5 separate regions of the Zea mays genome follow, and all the other regions are linked to region 2. The links are chromatin contacts, called in public Hi-C maps. All regions are on one chromosome and are shown on one strand. Each heading gives the region's core, a stretch centred on a gene start, on an enhancer-like site or on the middle of the called end of the contact. The rest is flanking DNA. Distances are from core to core; before and after follow the strand shown. Region 1 holds the start of LOC100194213 (Rho GTPase-activating protein 3). Region 2 holds the start of LOC100284422 (RING zinc finger protein-like). Region 3 holds the start of LOC100501142. Region 4 holds the start of LOC103646035 (B3 domain-containing protein Os02g0683500-like). Region 5 holds the start of LOC100216931.

The links. Hi-C and Micro-C count contacts between places; a contact is called where the count stands out from the background.
Region 1: a contact with region 2 is called in a Hi-C map of tassel, with 3 times the contacts expected there. The contact joins the promoter of LOC100194213 here to the promoter of LOC100284422 in region 2. A contact is called at or near these places in 3 of 25 Hi-C or Micro-C datasets (ear, leaf and tassel).
Region 3: a Hi-C map of bundle sheath shows a contact between it and region 2, with 3 times the contacts expected there. The contact joins the promoter of LOC100501142 here to the promoter of LOC100284422 in region 2. A contact is called at or near these places in 9 of 25 Hi-C or Micro-C datasets (bundle sheath, ear, endosperm and 4 more).
Region 4: a Hi-C map of endosperm shows a contact between it and region 2, with 2.5 times the contacts expected there. The contact joins the promoter of LOC103646035 here to the promoter of LOC100284422 in region 2. A contact is called at or near these places in 3 of 25 Hi-C or Micro-C datasets (bundle sheath, endosperm and leaf).
Region 5: a contact with region 2 is called in a Hi-C map of tassel, with 2.8 times the contacts expected there. The contact joins the promoter of LOC100216931 here to the promoter of LOC100284422 in region 2. A contact is called at or near these places in 5 of 25 Hi-C or Micro-C datasets (bundle sheath, ear, endosperm and 2 more).

What each region holds. Positions count from the first base shown.
Region 1 is chr2:16,607,126-16,609,825 of Zm-B73-REFERENCE-NAM-5.0, forward strand. It overlaps LOC100194213 (Rho GTPase-activating protein 3), which reads right to left and starts at 1,308. Exons shown (of 5, transcript NM_001359431.1): 1 at 827-1,308. The coding sequence starts at 1,218.
Region 2 is chr2:16,116,269-16,118,968 of Zm-B73-REFERENCE-NAM-5.0, forward strand. LOC100284422 (RING zinc finger protein-like) reads left to right here and starts at 1,309. Exons shown (of 1, transcript NM_001157317.2): 1 at 1,309-2,384. The coding sequence starts at 1,460. The coding sequence ends at 2,101.
Region 3 is chr2:15,772,822-15,775,521 of Zm-B73-REFERENCE-NAM-5.0, forward strand. LOC100501142 reads left to right here and starts at 1,441. Exons shown (of 4, transcript NM_001365475.1): 1 at 1,441-1,738; 2 at 1,845-2,092; 3 at 2,546-2,700. The coding sequence starts at 1,511.
Region 4 is chr2:15,682,797-15,685,496 of Zm-B73-REFERENCE-NAM-5.0, forward strand. LOC103646035 (B3 domain-containing protein Os02g0683500-like) reads left to right here and starts at 1,312. Exons shown (of 1, transcript NM_001322952.1): 1 at 1,312-2,700. The coding sequence starts at 1,833.
Region 5 is chr2:16,510,421-16,513,120 of Zm-B73-REFERENCE-NAM-5.0, forward strand. LOC100216931 reads right to left here and starts at 1,305. Exons shown (of 5, transcript NM_001366947.1): 1 at 767-1,305; 2 at 517-671; 3 at 307-373; 4 at 108-159. The coding sequence starts at 1,184.

The DNA.
Region 1 (2,700 bases), core at 58-2,557, 490 kb after region 2:
TCTATATAGGTAAGAAGATCCTGATCTTATTCCAACAACCTAAAAGTACCGTGCGAACCCATTTGGTAAATGGAAAAAGACAAAAACAACAGAGACCATATTTGATCCAAGTACAAATGAACATACCCCAAAATAAAAGATAGGTTAGAAGATTCTGTAGCCCATGTTGCCAACCACCTCAAACAGCCTTGTTGTTTCAAGCTCAAGCACATGGGCAAATCAAGTTTGGCGACAAAATTCATTTGGGCTGAATATACCATTAGCCATGTAAGAATATCCTATATAATTTTTTTGATAAGCACGCATTTATCTTCAGAACTATATGCCCTCAGAATAGATATTCAGAATCTCTTCTATGCCAGGTGCAGAAAGTAAACAATCCAAGATAACTAAATTCCCATCTGTACTTCCTGATACAGAAAGCAACAACTCGTAGTACTTTAAAAGTACTGCCTCTCGTCTCTCTCTCTCCACGAGATCAACTTGTCCAGTTACTACTAATTAATTCGGAACCCTCAGCTAACCACCTTGTTACAGAACTGTATCATTGCTAAACACAGAGAAAAACAAAAATACAGCTCACTTTCGTCAGCTTGCTTAGGAGCGTCCGCTGAAAACAGTGTGCGCCTAAACTTGTAGAACTGAATTTAGGAACACGCCCATTTTTTCGCGTAGCGTCTTTGTGGACAACGGGCACTTCATCAGAAAGCTACAGTTCCGTCACGGAAGCAGTCGGGAAAAACTAAGGCACACAAAGTTACAGCTGAAGCGAAAATCGAAGCGTAATCACCCGCACGGCAGCGGCAGCGGCGACTGGCGAGCTCACCTGGCACTCGGCGTGCGCCGCGGCACTTCGGGTTCGAGGTCCGCGGGGAGGCCGAGGAAGCCACCAAAGCGGTCGAAGGTGACGTGCGAGACGTGGTGCACGTCCGTGGGCCGCCCGATCTCGATCCCGCCCTCCTCCTCGTCGTCGTCGTCGTCGATATCCACGGCGCCAGCGCTGCACATCACCAGCGACCTCCGCAGCGCGCCCACGACGGCGCTCACCAGCCCTCCCCCTCCCCTCCCTGGCCGGAGCATCATCGGCGGCGAGGCCGTCCCCTCGCTCGCCATCTCGTCATACTCCTCCTCGTTGTCGTCGTCGTCGTCCTCCTCCTCGTCGTCGTCGGAGCGCGCGGGAGAGATCTGGAGCCCGAAACGCATCTGGAACGGCGCCATGGCGCGCCGCGGCGGCTGGTTCCGTTGCGCGCTTGCTGAGTCGCTCGCTCAGCTCGGGAGGCGGGGGCGGGGCGGGGCGGGGCTGTGGCGGTGGCGGCCCAGGTAGTTTTTCCTCGCGAGGTCGCCTTTGCTAGCCTCGCGGCTTTTATACCCGGCTTCAAACGAGGTCCTCACTAATCCCCCTGCTTTACCCCCATCAGCTTACGAGTACCTGCCTGGTTGATTGATGATTAATCCCACGGTGTTACCGCTGCCCTCGCGGCCTCGCTGATTTTGAAACGCGCGGGGGAAAAGCGGTCGGAGTGGTTGGGTTGTGGCGGGATTATTAAAAACCCTGGGCGTTGGTTAGTGGAGCGGAGTGGAGTGGGGTGGGCCGGTGGGGAGCAGCGGGTGTGGGCTGGTTGCCTGGCTCTGGTTCTGGCTCATTGGCTCTGGCCGTGCCCGATCCGTCTGCGGGTGGGTGCGCGTGCGTGGCTGGTGGTGCCTGCGTCTGCGCGAGCGAGGCGACGAGAGATCTTTACAGGCTGGGTTAGGCGGACGCCAGGGCCACTTGTGGTTATTACAGCCAGAGTCCAGGTCCATGCCCGCACGACTGCGGGTGCGCGTGCGGGTGGAGCCGCGCCGCGATGCAATGCAGCGGCCGCCTCGCTGCGCGGGTCAGGAGACTCAGGACCCAGGACCCATGAATGGTGTGTGGCATACGCGCGCGCCGGTTTGGTACGCGGGCACCGTGGTACGGCGCAGTTGCCGAGGGTAAATGCGGCGGTCGGGTCGGGTCGGGTCCGGTCGAGGGCTCGGGACCCGGGAGCGTGCCGTGGCCGCGGCCGCGGGTACGGGATCGGGATCGGCGTGTTTATTGTACCCAGCTGATTCTTTCGCGTCCGATCGGGGGAACGACGGAAGGGAAGGGATCACATGCTTTGCCCCCGTGGCAGGCAGGGGGAAAAAAAGGGGCCTCCTCCGTGCCGGCGGGGACACCGGCCGTCCGGGCGCTTCCGTAGATCAGCTACCGCCTACCACCGCCATGTCGCGCCGGCTGCGATCGACGCCTGGCGAGCGCACCAAGTACTGCCAGTACGCGCGTAGTTATTCCCACACAGTGAGCCAGTGGCAGCACAGTGCGCAGCGCGTACTGTGTGATGGGTCGTTTCCGGTGCTGCTCGCCGTACGCCAGCCATGCATGCGCCCCCAGCCCAACCGTAGGACGGGGAGATCGGCGGCGAGTCGTCGAGACACATGCCACGCCACAGCTAGGAGGGACATGGCGATAGGCGCGCGTAGTACATCTATCTATTTCATTGGTGATTACGTGTGCGTGTGTGTGGTGTGGGGTGAGTAATTGTGTGTGTGTGTGTTGCTTTGTGTAAAAGGCAAATCTCAGGACCACCGTGCCACCTTTTGGTCTCGTGTTTATGGCGGTTTTGCGTACTCGCGCTTGCAGCTGTTATTGCCTTGCCTAATCCGGCCTATCTGCCCAGTGCC
Region 2 (2,700 bases), core at 59-2,558:
GTAGTAAATTTAACTAATCCACTGCTGCGAAGCCAAACAGATATATAGTGACGTGGTGACTCTGCCTTTTTCTACTCCTACTAACTTTGGCTTTCCAAGAGATGTCCGGGGTGACATGAGCCGCAACAAATTCCACACCAGCAACGTAAAGCAGAAACCAACGCGTGCCGTCCTCTTTTGACTTGGCGGGCCTATATAAACTAGAGACCCGCACGTACACAGAAAGATCGGGCATGATGCAAGCCCAAGCGCGCTGAGAGAAACGGGCGTCGTAAAATATCAGGCAAAAGCAACCTAAAAAAAAGAAGCGGTGCGTGAACCCACGGCGCCATGCGATGCATGATGAGCATTGAGCAGACGGCAGGGGCGGCCAGCATGCGAGCGAGACTTCCCCCCGGGGGGCCAGAACGAGACAAAGCACTCGACCGAGTCACCCGGCAACTTGCGTTTGCGTCCTTTCCCCCATCCCTTTCGTCTCGTGGTCGAGAAGCAAAAGGATCCAAGAACCTTCGTGCAACCATCCCTTTCTTTTATTTTTCTTTTTCACCGCGCGCTAGCCATCTCCCTGTCCTTGGTACAGGGACGGGAGCTTTTAATGTGCGTTGCGAGAGGTGCAACAAGAGATAGATGGTGGTTATTTTATCCACCTGCAGGCTGCAGCACGCTCGATCCTTTGCCGTCAGTTCTCGTCCTACGTGTCCAAAAGAAAGGAGAAAGAGATCTCCCCCGTCCACGGACACGGAGGAAGCCTTAAAACTTTTGAATAGCTGGAGCTCACTCCACGCACGCAAATGGACATGGCGTCCCTGACGCGTAGACTGCTGAGAAGTTTTGACCCCTTCCGGCCGGCCTGGTAGCAATGGCGGGCTGTTACTGGTAGTATCTACAGCCTGCAGGTAGTACGTGTGTGGACAGTGGGACCGTGGTCCGTGTGGGAGGTGGAGAGATGCACGCACCGCACGCACAGGTGCTTCGTCTGCCTTTAGCGAACCGTGCATTGCACCGATCCGGCAGCGGCAGGGCAGTAGTGTGCGGGTGGGTACGGCGGGGGCGAGCGGACCACCGAGTGGCCAATACGAAATTCCTATTCCCTCCCTGCCTGCGTTGAGGAGGGGAGCGATGGAATCCGGGTCCGGGGTGGGTCTGTCGCTCGGGCGCTGGGCTCACACGAGGGAGGCACGGCACGGCACGGGGGCAGTGGGGGGCACCGGCCAGCCCACCAGTACCGAATGCACGATATGCGGCCCCGCATCGCCCATCCCTCCTCCTCGCGCTTTATATAGCCACCACCGCGCCCGCTTCGCCTCTCCCGTCCACGCATCGCCACCGCGCCATATCGGCATATCCGCAAGAAGCACCCGGCACATCGCGTCGCCCCCACCTTCCCCCTCCCACCACCGCAAGCCCGGACACGCCCAGGGCGCAAATCCGGACAAGCGCTGCCCCGGTCGCGGCAGGCATGGGTTTCCCGGTGGGCTACTCGGAGCTGGTGCTCCCGAAGCAGCTGCTCCACCTCCTGCTGCTGCTGGGGTACATCCGCCGCTTCCTCCTCTGGGCGTTCGACGCCGTGGGGCTCGGCGACCTGCTGGATCTCGGGGACGACCACCAGGCGCTGCTGCAGGACCACCAGCAGCAGCAGCACGGCGCCGCCGCGCAGGGGCGGGACCTGCCGCAGCAGGCGGCGATGCTGCAGCACCGGCGCCCGGAGTTCCGGGCGGTGCCGGCGATGGTCATCGAGGAGGTCCTCCCCGTGGTGCGGTTCGACGAGCTGGAGCTGGAGCCGGAGCCCGGAGACTGCGCGGTGTGCCTGAGCGGCATCGGCGGCCGCGACGAGGTGCGGCGGCTCAGCAACTGCCGCCACGTCTTCCACCGGGCCTGCCTCGACCGCTGGATGGAGCACGACCAGCGCACGTGCCCGCTCTGCCGCGCGCCGCTCATCCCCGACGAGATGGCCGGCGCGCTCTGGGCCGCCGCCGCCGGCGTCCCCGACGCCTCCGACTTCGACTTCTCCTACCTCGGCGCGCCGCTGGCGCCCGTGCCCTCCCCGACGCTGCTGCGGCCGCACGAGCTGCTGCTCACCGGCCTGGGCGGCTACCAGTGAGAGCTCACCACCGCCCGCCACTTCCCCCGTGGGGAATGCGCGTCTGCCTGGATCCATCGACGCTTGCTTGCTTGCTTCCGTTCCGTGGGAGGGACGGGGACGGACAGCAGCCGAGGCAGAGAAGAAACCCAAGGCTCTCGAATTGTACATAGGCAAAATGAGTAAAGCGGCCACCCCCCCAAAAAAAGGCTAGGAGATTAGATCCCTCTTGTGCATAGGTAGATTCCGTCTTCCAAGTTTGTGGAGTTGTGAATCTTTGCGCGGATTAAATTTTTGTCGATGAGCTAGGCGTGTCGATGCATGATTTGGGCCCGCTTTTTGTCCTGCCAGTGCCACTGCCAGCCATGCTTTCTGGCTGCTCGCTCAGGTCAGTCAGGTCACCCAGGGCAGCTGCTCGGGTTCGGTACATCCGTGGACCGGTGGACGGCTCCGTTCCTCTGCACGGTTTCCGTCTCGCAAGGACACACCCAACCCAAGCACGCGAACTTTTTCCAACCTGTGCAGTGTGCCACAAAATATTTCTGCTGCTTCAACGGGAAAGCGCCAAGGCTCCAGATGTTCCGTGGATCCGGTGGTGCGGCCACCCATTGCTGTAACAG
Region 3 (2,700 bases), core at 191-2,690, 340 kb before region 2:
TCCGCTTTGCGGCTGTAGTGTAGCGTACGATGCCGATGCGTGGGCGGCGCCGATATTTTTCTCGGCGCTCAACAACCATGTGATTCGCACGCGCGCCGATTCACAGAACCGGAAAAATAAAATGGTTGTTGGCTATCGTCCGGTACTGGCCGCAACCGAGGGGGGGGGGGGACTGGTCTGGTGGCGCGTCCGCCGCGGCACATGCGGCCGTGTCGGCGCCGTGCCTCCGGGACGGCGACGCTGATAACCCGTGGAGCTTGCATGTGTAAACGTCTGGCGTGGCTAGATTTCCATCCTCGTATGCGATGCGATGCGTGGCGGACCTTCGGAGGGGGGCCGGGTCACGACACTGCATGCGTGTCGGACTGATCCTACACCGACGAAGGGCTGGCTAACTGCACGATGACGTTCACGGCACGACGGCGACCGTCGGCACTCGTCACGCCCGGGATGGAGGCTCTCAGTTGCCATTATATATGTCCAACGGGCCGACCAGCCATGGGCACAGCTGGGGCCGACACGAGGTTTATGAGTCCTGCACGGTTAAGTATCGTGCTAGGTTAACCTGGCCTATGGGCTGCCTGACACGGTCTAGATTCGGTACGTTTATTCTTACACGAGGCGTGTCGGATCGGAGGTACGACAGGCTCGTCGTATTGGACTCCGGCCCCTAAACCAATAAAACACTCTAAAGTTCAGGATTTAAAAGCAATAATTAAACTTATTTTAGATTTAATTAATTATATTTATAATTTCAGATATATAATTAGACAATCAATTTTGGATACACATATAAATATATATATCACAATTTAAAATGCTCTCGTATAATAATAGAATCATCAGCTAAAAATAGACTGGTTGTTACAAAACCAGTCAATCAAACAGGTTGTTATCGTATCTACCCTTTAAACGGGCTACGCTCGTGTCTACACCGTGGACCAGACGACTGGTCCAAGCGTGACATGACTATCGGGTCGGATCGGCCCAGCACGCTTCTAGTCGGGTAGAGCCATCCTCGTGTCGGACCACCATCGTGTAGTTGCCATGGGTACTAGGCGCAGCGAGTGCTCTAGCAGACGGAGAACACGGGCGGCGCCGCCAGCGGCAATCAACATAACCTGGTCGGCAGCCGACTGCTGGAAAGCTTGGGTTCTCCAGGCTGCCAGATTATTAACCACGCGGCATTTTTACGAGCTGGGGATGAAGGTGATCACGTGTTGTCCCTGTCGTTTTCGCTCGCGAAAACCACAACTCGGACCTGGCTCCTGTAGTACTACATACAACAGCGAATGGTCACGGCTCCATTACGACACTCCGACAAACCAATGTGGTTTGGTTCGGCCGTTCAGTCAATCTAGTACTCCTATAATATTGCAAAGACGCCTCCCTGGGTGCCTATAAAAGGAGCGGCAAAACGAAGCATGCTATCAGCCAGCACTAAACTACAGCTAACACTGCAGCCCCAAGATCGATCGAGCGTCCACAGCCCCAAGGAACATAGTATAACATGGCCCCAGCCATTTCCAAGCCTCTCCTTACCGATCTCGTTGCACAGATCGGGAAGGTCCCATCGAGCCACATCAGGCCTGTCGGAGACCGCCCGGACCTCGCCAATGTCGACAACGAGTCCGGCGCCGGGATCCCGCTCATCGACCTCAAGAAGCTCAACGGCCCGGAGCGCCGTAAGGTGGTGGAGGCCATCGGCAAGGCCTGCGAATCCGACGGCTTCTTCATGGTACGTAACGGGTCGTACGACGACCTTATGGAACAAACAACCAACCAACCAGCTAGCAGACTGACACTGGTTAGCGCACGTGAATGCGCGCGTGTCGTGTGGACAGGTGACGAACCACGGCATCCCGGCGGCGGTCGTGGAGGGCATGCTGCGCGTGGCGCGGGAGTTCTTCCACCTGCCGGAGTCGGAGCGGCTCAAGTGCTACTCCGACGACCCCAACAAGGCGATCCGGCTGTCCACCAGCTTCAACGTGCGCACGGAGAAGGTCAGCAACTGGCGCGACTTCCTGCGCCTGCATTGCTACCCCCTCCAGAGCTTCGTCGACCAGTGGCCGTCAAACCCGCCGTCCTTCAGGTGACCGTTCCATCCTCCCTCAATCCGTCTCTCAATTTGCTTTCGTCTCTCTCTCTCTCTCTCTCTCTCTGCGTCTCTCTCTGCGGTGAAGCTGACTTTACGGCTCTCTGATTTTTCTCGTCTCCGGTCCTCCGATCGTACCAAATCAACTCGAACGGTTGTTTTGTCAAACTCAGCTTTTTTTTCTTTTCTTTTTTTCCTTTTCAAAAGGAAGGACTTGTCAAACCGAAACTTGAAACGACTTACATGTTCGACGTTGACCATTCCTGAAAAAGCATGAAAAAAAAAGAAAAACGATCGAACGACTGTCACACAGAAAGTCGACCATGCTGGTAACTGTTATTCCGTCGCCGAGAAATACAGCTCAGCTCGAGTGCTCGACGCATGCATGCAGCAGCAAGCAGCATCGCAAATTGACAAGTCGTACGCGTGGTGGCTGCTTTGCTTTGACAGGCAAGTGGTGGGCACCTACGCGACGGAGGCCAGGGCGCTGGCGCTGAGGCTGCTGGAGGCCATATCGGAGAGCCTGGGCCTGGAGCGGAGCCACATGGTGGCGGCCATGGGGAGGCACGCGCAGCACATGGCGGTGAACTACTACCCGCCGTGCC
Region 4 (2,700 bases), core at 62-2,561, 430 kb before region 2:
TTTTGTAAAATAAAAAAATAATCGTGTCGGGCCGGGCCAGCACTACGGGCTGAGGCTACAGCCCAAGCACGGCACGACGTCCTTGGCTCTTGCAAGCATTAGGTCGTTTCTGAGACCACATTAGCGCAATGGACTACATGGTGTTTGAGGTTGCTGAATTGGATGGAGTAGCAATGATTTGTCACACTAACAGCAAAATGAAAGGTCATTTGTTGGTTTTAAACGTTAGTAATTGCTACGAAGTAGCATAATTTATATGGAGCACATCCAATTTTTATTGATGCCTGACTTTAGCAATCACTCCATATTTTGATCTATCTTTTTTATAAGTTTGACTTCATGAGACTTATTTTAGAAACTTGATCTCACAAACTTTCTCTTATTTGGTCTATGTATGATGGAATTATGTCATTTTATAATATCTGTTTATTCAGTCAACCGTTGTGAACTATCTTATAATCGCTCACTTCATTGGCCGTGTTGTACCAAGACATATTTGTATGGAGTAAATAATAACATCAGTTAGTCAAATAAAAAATATATTATATAAAGAGAGGAGACAATCAATAAAAAATCTTGAATTTTTTTGATAGATAGTATACGTGGGTATTGTTGTAAGCCGTCGCAACGCACGGACAACCGACTAGTGTTATTCAATAGACCGGCCGGAAAACACAATACTGAAAGAAGGCAAAGCATGCAGTAGGACCATGCAATACGCTGCTTGAAGCTAAGGACATGTTTAAAAGTCTCCGGTTTTTAAGAAACTAGTTTATAAAAATAGAAGTGATTCTAAACATATCGATTTCTTAGAAACTAGATTCTCAGTTTCTTAAAAACCAAGAATCTAGCTCCTCTAACTAAAACTAGTTTATAGAAGTTTCTTAAAAACCAAGAATCTAGCTTCTCTAACTAAAACTAGTTTATAGAAATTGAGATGGTTCCAAACACTATTAACTATTGTTTTTTCATAACCCAGTTTCAAAAACACTAGAAATCGAAAGTGCATTCTTAAAAACTAGGTTGTTTGTAAACATGGTCCTACAACTCAGCAGTAACTCTCAGAATAGAAATGCATAATGCAATGCACCATTATATTCCTACTAGGAATAGGAATACGATCGGTAGGGTGCGCCCGGCCACCTTCGAGGAATCTTCTAGGGCAGTCAGTGCCCCCCCTCCGTGTGTGTCTCCCTCCCCTCGCCAGCTCGCATCCCCGCCCTGTGGGCAGTGGCCAGTGGGCTGGGCTGGAATGGAACTCCCTCCTCCCGGCCCTTGTGGGCGCGCAGCAAGCGGCTAGCAGCTTTCCCACAGCTCGCTTTACCCCTCCCAACAAGCGCCACCAATCGCTGGAGACTGGAGAGAGAGAAGAACCAGCCACACAACTCTAATTACCACGCACTCTCTCTCTCTCTCCGTCCTATCGATCCCGGCCTCCCTCCCCCAGCCCCAGCGGATCGGAGCCCCCGGCTGGCTTCCTACCCTGCCCCCTCTTCCTCCGACGCGCGGGCGGAGGAGTTCGATCCGAGCGCGAGAGGGAAGGAGAGAGAAACTAAAGAAAGAGAGGGGCAGAGAGCAGACAGATAGGAGTGGTAGATATAGATAGGCTGGGGCTGGCCTCATCGCGGATAGATCCCCCTCCTCCTCCTCCTCACTCTCCCCAGCGAGCAAGCAACCAAGCAGCCAGCTAGTCAGTCTCCGCCAAGCAGGGACCGCGTCGCATCAAAGCCGCTGCCCGCAACAGGGACAAGGCAGGCCAGCGCGCGCTCGAAAGGGGAGGCGTCGTTCTACACGAAGACGAGGAGGAGGAGCCCTGCAGGGCGTAGCTAGCTATGGAGTTCGCGAGCTCTTCGAGTAGGTTTTCCAGGGAGGAGGACGAGGAGGAAGAGCAGGAGGAAGAGGAGGAGGAGGAGGAGGCGTCTCCGCGCGAGATCCCCTTCATGACAGCGGCAGCGACGGCCGACACCGGAGCCGCCGCCTCCTCGTCCTCGCCTTCCGCGGCGGCCTCATCGGGTCCTGCTGCTGCCCCCCGCTCGAGCGACGGCGCCGGGGCGTCCGGGAGCGGCGGCGGCGGGAGCGACGACGTGCAGGTGATCGAGAAGGAGCACATGTTCGACAAGGTGGTGACGCCCAGCGACGTGGGGAAGCTCAACCGGCTGGTGATCCCGAAGCAGCACGCGGAGAAGTACTTCCCGCTGGACGCGGCGGCCAACGAGAAGGGCCAGCTGCTCAGCTTCGAGGACCGCGCCGGTAAGCTCTGGCGCTTCCGCTACTCCTACTGGAACAGCAGCCAGAGCTACGTCATGACCAAGGGCTGGAGCCGCTTCGTCAAGGAGAAGCGCCTCGACGCCGGCGACACCGTCTCCTTCTGCCGCGGCGCCGGCGACACCGCGCGGGACCGCCTCTTCATCGACTGGAAGCGCCGCGCCGACTCCCGCGACCCGCACCGCATGCCGCGCCTCCCGCTCCCCATGGCGCCCGTCGCGTCGCCCTACGGCCCCTGGGGCGGCGGCGGCGGCGGCGGCGCGGGCGGTTTCTTCATGCCGCCCGCGCCGCCCGCCACACTCTACGAGCACCACCGCTTCCGCCAGGCCCTCGACTTCCGCAACATCAACGCCGCGGCCGCGCCGGCCAGGCAGCTCCTCTTCTTCGGCTCAGCCGGCATGCCCCCGCGCGCGTCCATGCCGCAGCAGCAGCAGC
Region 5 (2,700 bases), core at 55-2,554, 390 kb after region 2:
TCGCCACATACGCATGTAGAACATCTATCGAGTGGCTAGCCACAAATATGCTTGGATGTTCGTGACCCTAGGATCGCTGAACACGAGTGCATATAAGTTTTCAGTACCTGCACACCTTCCCCGATTCAGCATCGAAATAGTATTCCGTGTACCCGGTTGCTGAAACAGCAGGACGACAGTAAACACCGTGTCAGGGCCCGAGCAAAATACGCATAAAACAGCCGGCGAACTGAGGTGAGCAACAACATGAATGGACCAGCAGGGATCAAGCCCTGGTTTGGCTCACTTCAACAAAACTGGAATCACCTGACAGAATAGGCCTCCAGGGGAACGACATGACACAGCTGAAACGCCAGTGCCCGATCGACTTGTCCTGCAACCGGATGCATCGAGCAGCGGCACACACATCAGTCGGTTTTTGTTCATTTGTTTTTACCACCAATGGTTGACACATCTCGGTGTTTCAAATTACAAAGTTATAGACTTCTGTTGCTGGAGAGTGTGGTTCGCACGTACCTCCAGGTCCTCCCATTTAGTGAGCTTCATGTTCGATTTCTCGAGCAGAGACCCAAAATTAGTGCAGTTCCGTTTGAACCGCCGCAGGCCTCTGAACGAGCCCGCCGGGTCGGCGAACTCGCAGTCCTCCTCGTAAGCTCTCAGCGTGAGATTCCCTACGAAACGAGCCGGAACGCACACGGCACGCGTTCCGTTCTCAGATAATTAATCAAGCACGTACCCGTGACAGTTCATTGGAGAAGATTGAGACCTGTGACGAAGTACGACCGCGCGAAGTCCGCCTTAATGGCCTCGGCCACTCCCGCGTGGTCCAGGTCCAGGGCCCCCGCCACCGCCGCCGCTTCGCCCTCTGCGTCACCGCCACCGCCAGCATCCCCCTCCTGAGGCGACGACGGCGCGGGCCGGAGAAGCGACGCGGCGATGCCGAGGAGCTCGGAGCCGTACCAGGCGGCCTTGAGGACGGCGTTCTCCGAGCGGGAGGATGAGGGGGACGTCGCGGTCTCGGCTCCCGCGCCACGGGAACGGGATCCGGCGACGGGTTTCTGCGCATGCGCCCTCAAACGGCTGCTAGAACCCGTCGGTGGCCTACGGAGGACGGCTGCGGCGCTCCTGCCATGACGGCCGGTGGTCAGCGTAGAGCTAGCTGGACCTGCGTGCTGCAAGGCCATGCGATTTTTTCCGTGCTCGCCTCGCCGGTGAGGAACTCAGGATTCAGGAAATCCGCTAGTTTCTCGTTGCCAGTTTGTCTTGATTCTTGAACAGGACTCAGGGACAAGGAGTGACCGGAGCGTGACCATCAAACGTGCGGCTATGATTAACTGGGATGAAAATAAAAAAAAACGTGATACTGGGCCTCTTTAGGAGCCCGTTTACTCAGTTAAGGTCCATGGATATACGGGGAAAAAACTCATGTTGGCCTGTTGGGTCATGAGTGCGATCGAGTCGTAGATGTGTGGGCCCGATCACGATCACGATCACGTGGAAGTACATGGACTGGAACGCAAGTTGGGCTACTTGCTTGGTGAGTCTCCAGCGATGGTCCACAGGTCCAGGTCCAGGTCCACGTACATTAGAGTTTTATTTATTTACACTCCAACTGGACCGACCAAGTGGTACGCAAACAAAGAGAACTGATTCCAAGTTTTAATCTTGATTTATTTATTCAGAAAGAAATGGGGTTGGCGTTCAAAGATTCAACTCAAAGTTTCACGAAGGCACATGCGAGAGAAAGCTGGCATTGTACGTATTTCCCAGTCTCTCGTCAATATTCTCTGTAGAACCATCGGTCGCGTTCCTTTTTTCCATAAACGCATGCGCAATGGTTCCATAACACATGCAGAAATACTGCCGGTCGATTGAACTGTCGTGGAAACAGGACAGACACACACATGGAGCACACGGTAATAATAGCGATTAGCATGCGAGGCCTGAGCTGAGTCTACGAAGAGCAGCTCTACTACAACTAGCACGCTTCTTGTTTGACACTGGTCATCATCACACGTTCATGGGTTTTCCGAACTTGATTGGACGAACCATAGCAACGAACGATACGAAACGCTGTTGCCTCTCTGCCTGCGCAAGAATGTCGTGGAACTGCCAAGCGCTCGTGAATTAGAGCATGTTCGAAACATGAATCCAGCGGGTGGCATCGTATGACCAATGGAATGGCCGCATGGGCAACTAGCTACTCCGGGCCGGGGGACCGATGACCGACAGACCGAGACGACGTCGCTTGCCACCGCCCACCGGCGCCCGAACCGTGATCATTCTTGTCACCTCGCCGCGGTCGCTGTCTCGGCCAGCGTCTTGTGAAACGCCACGTACCCGGCCAGCAGGCTGCATGCAAAAAGGACAGAACAGAATGATCATCTGGACAGAAATTAAGACGGGGCCGGGCTACTGTCAAGGGAAGACTGTTTTGCCAATCCATGATGAATAAGACGCGCGCGTGGGGTTTTTGATATGCAGCAGTGGTGCTTGCAGGCTGGCCCTGGAGTTGAACGCGGCGTCGGATCGAGTCGGAGCCTTGTCACACACACCCATGCATGCACGCATCTGGACACCAGCTTTAATTACCACTGTTCCTCACTTTGCCCTTTCGGCTGTCCTGGAAAAACAACTGCGCACCTAACGGGTTGGTTGATTTGAATCTACAGCCTTGCCGGCCGTCGCCGTTTCACCCAC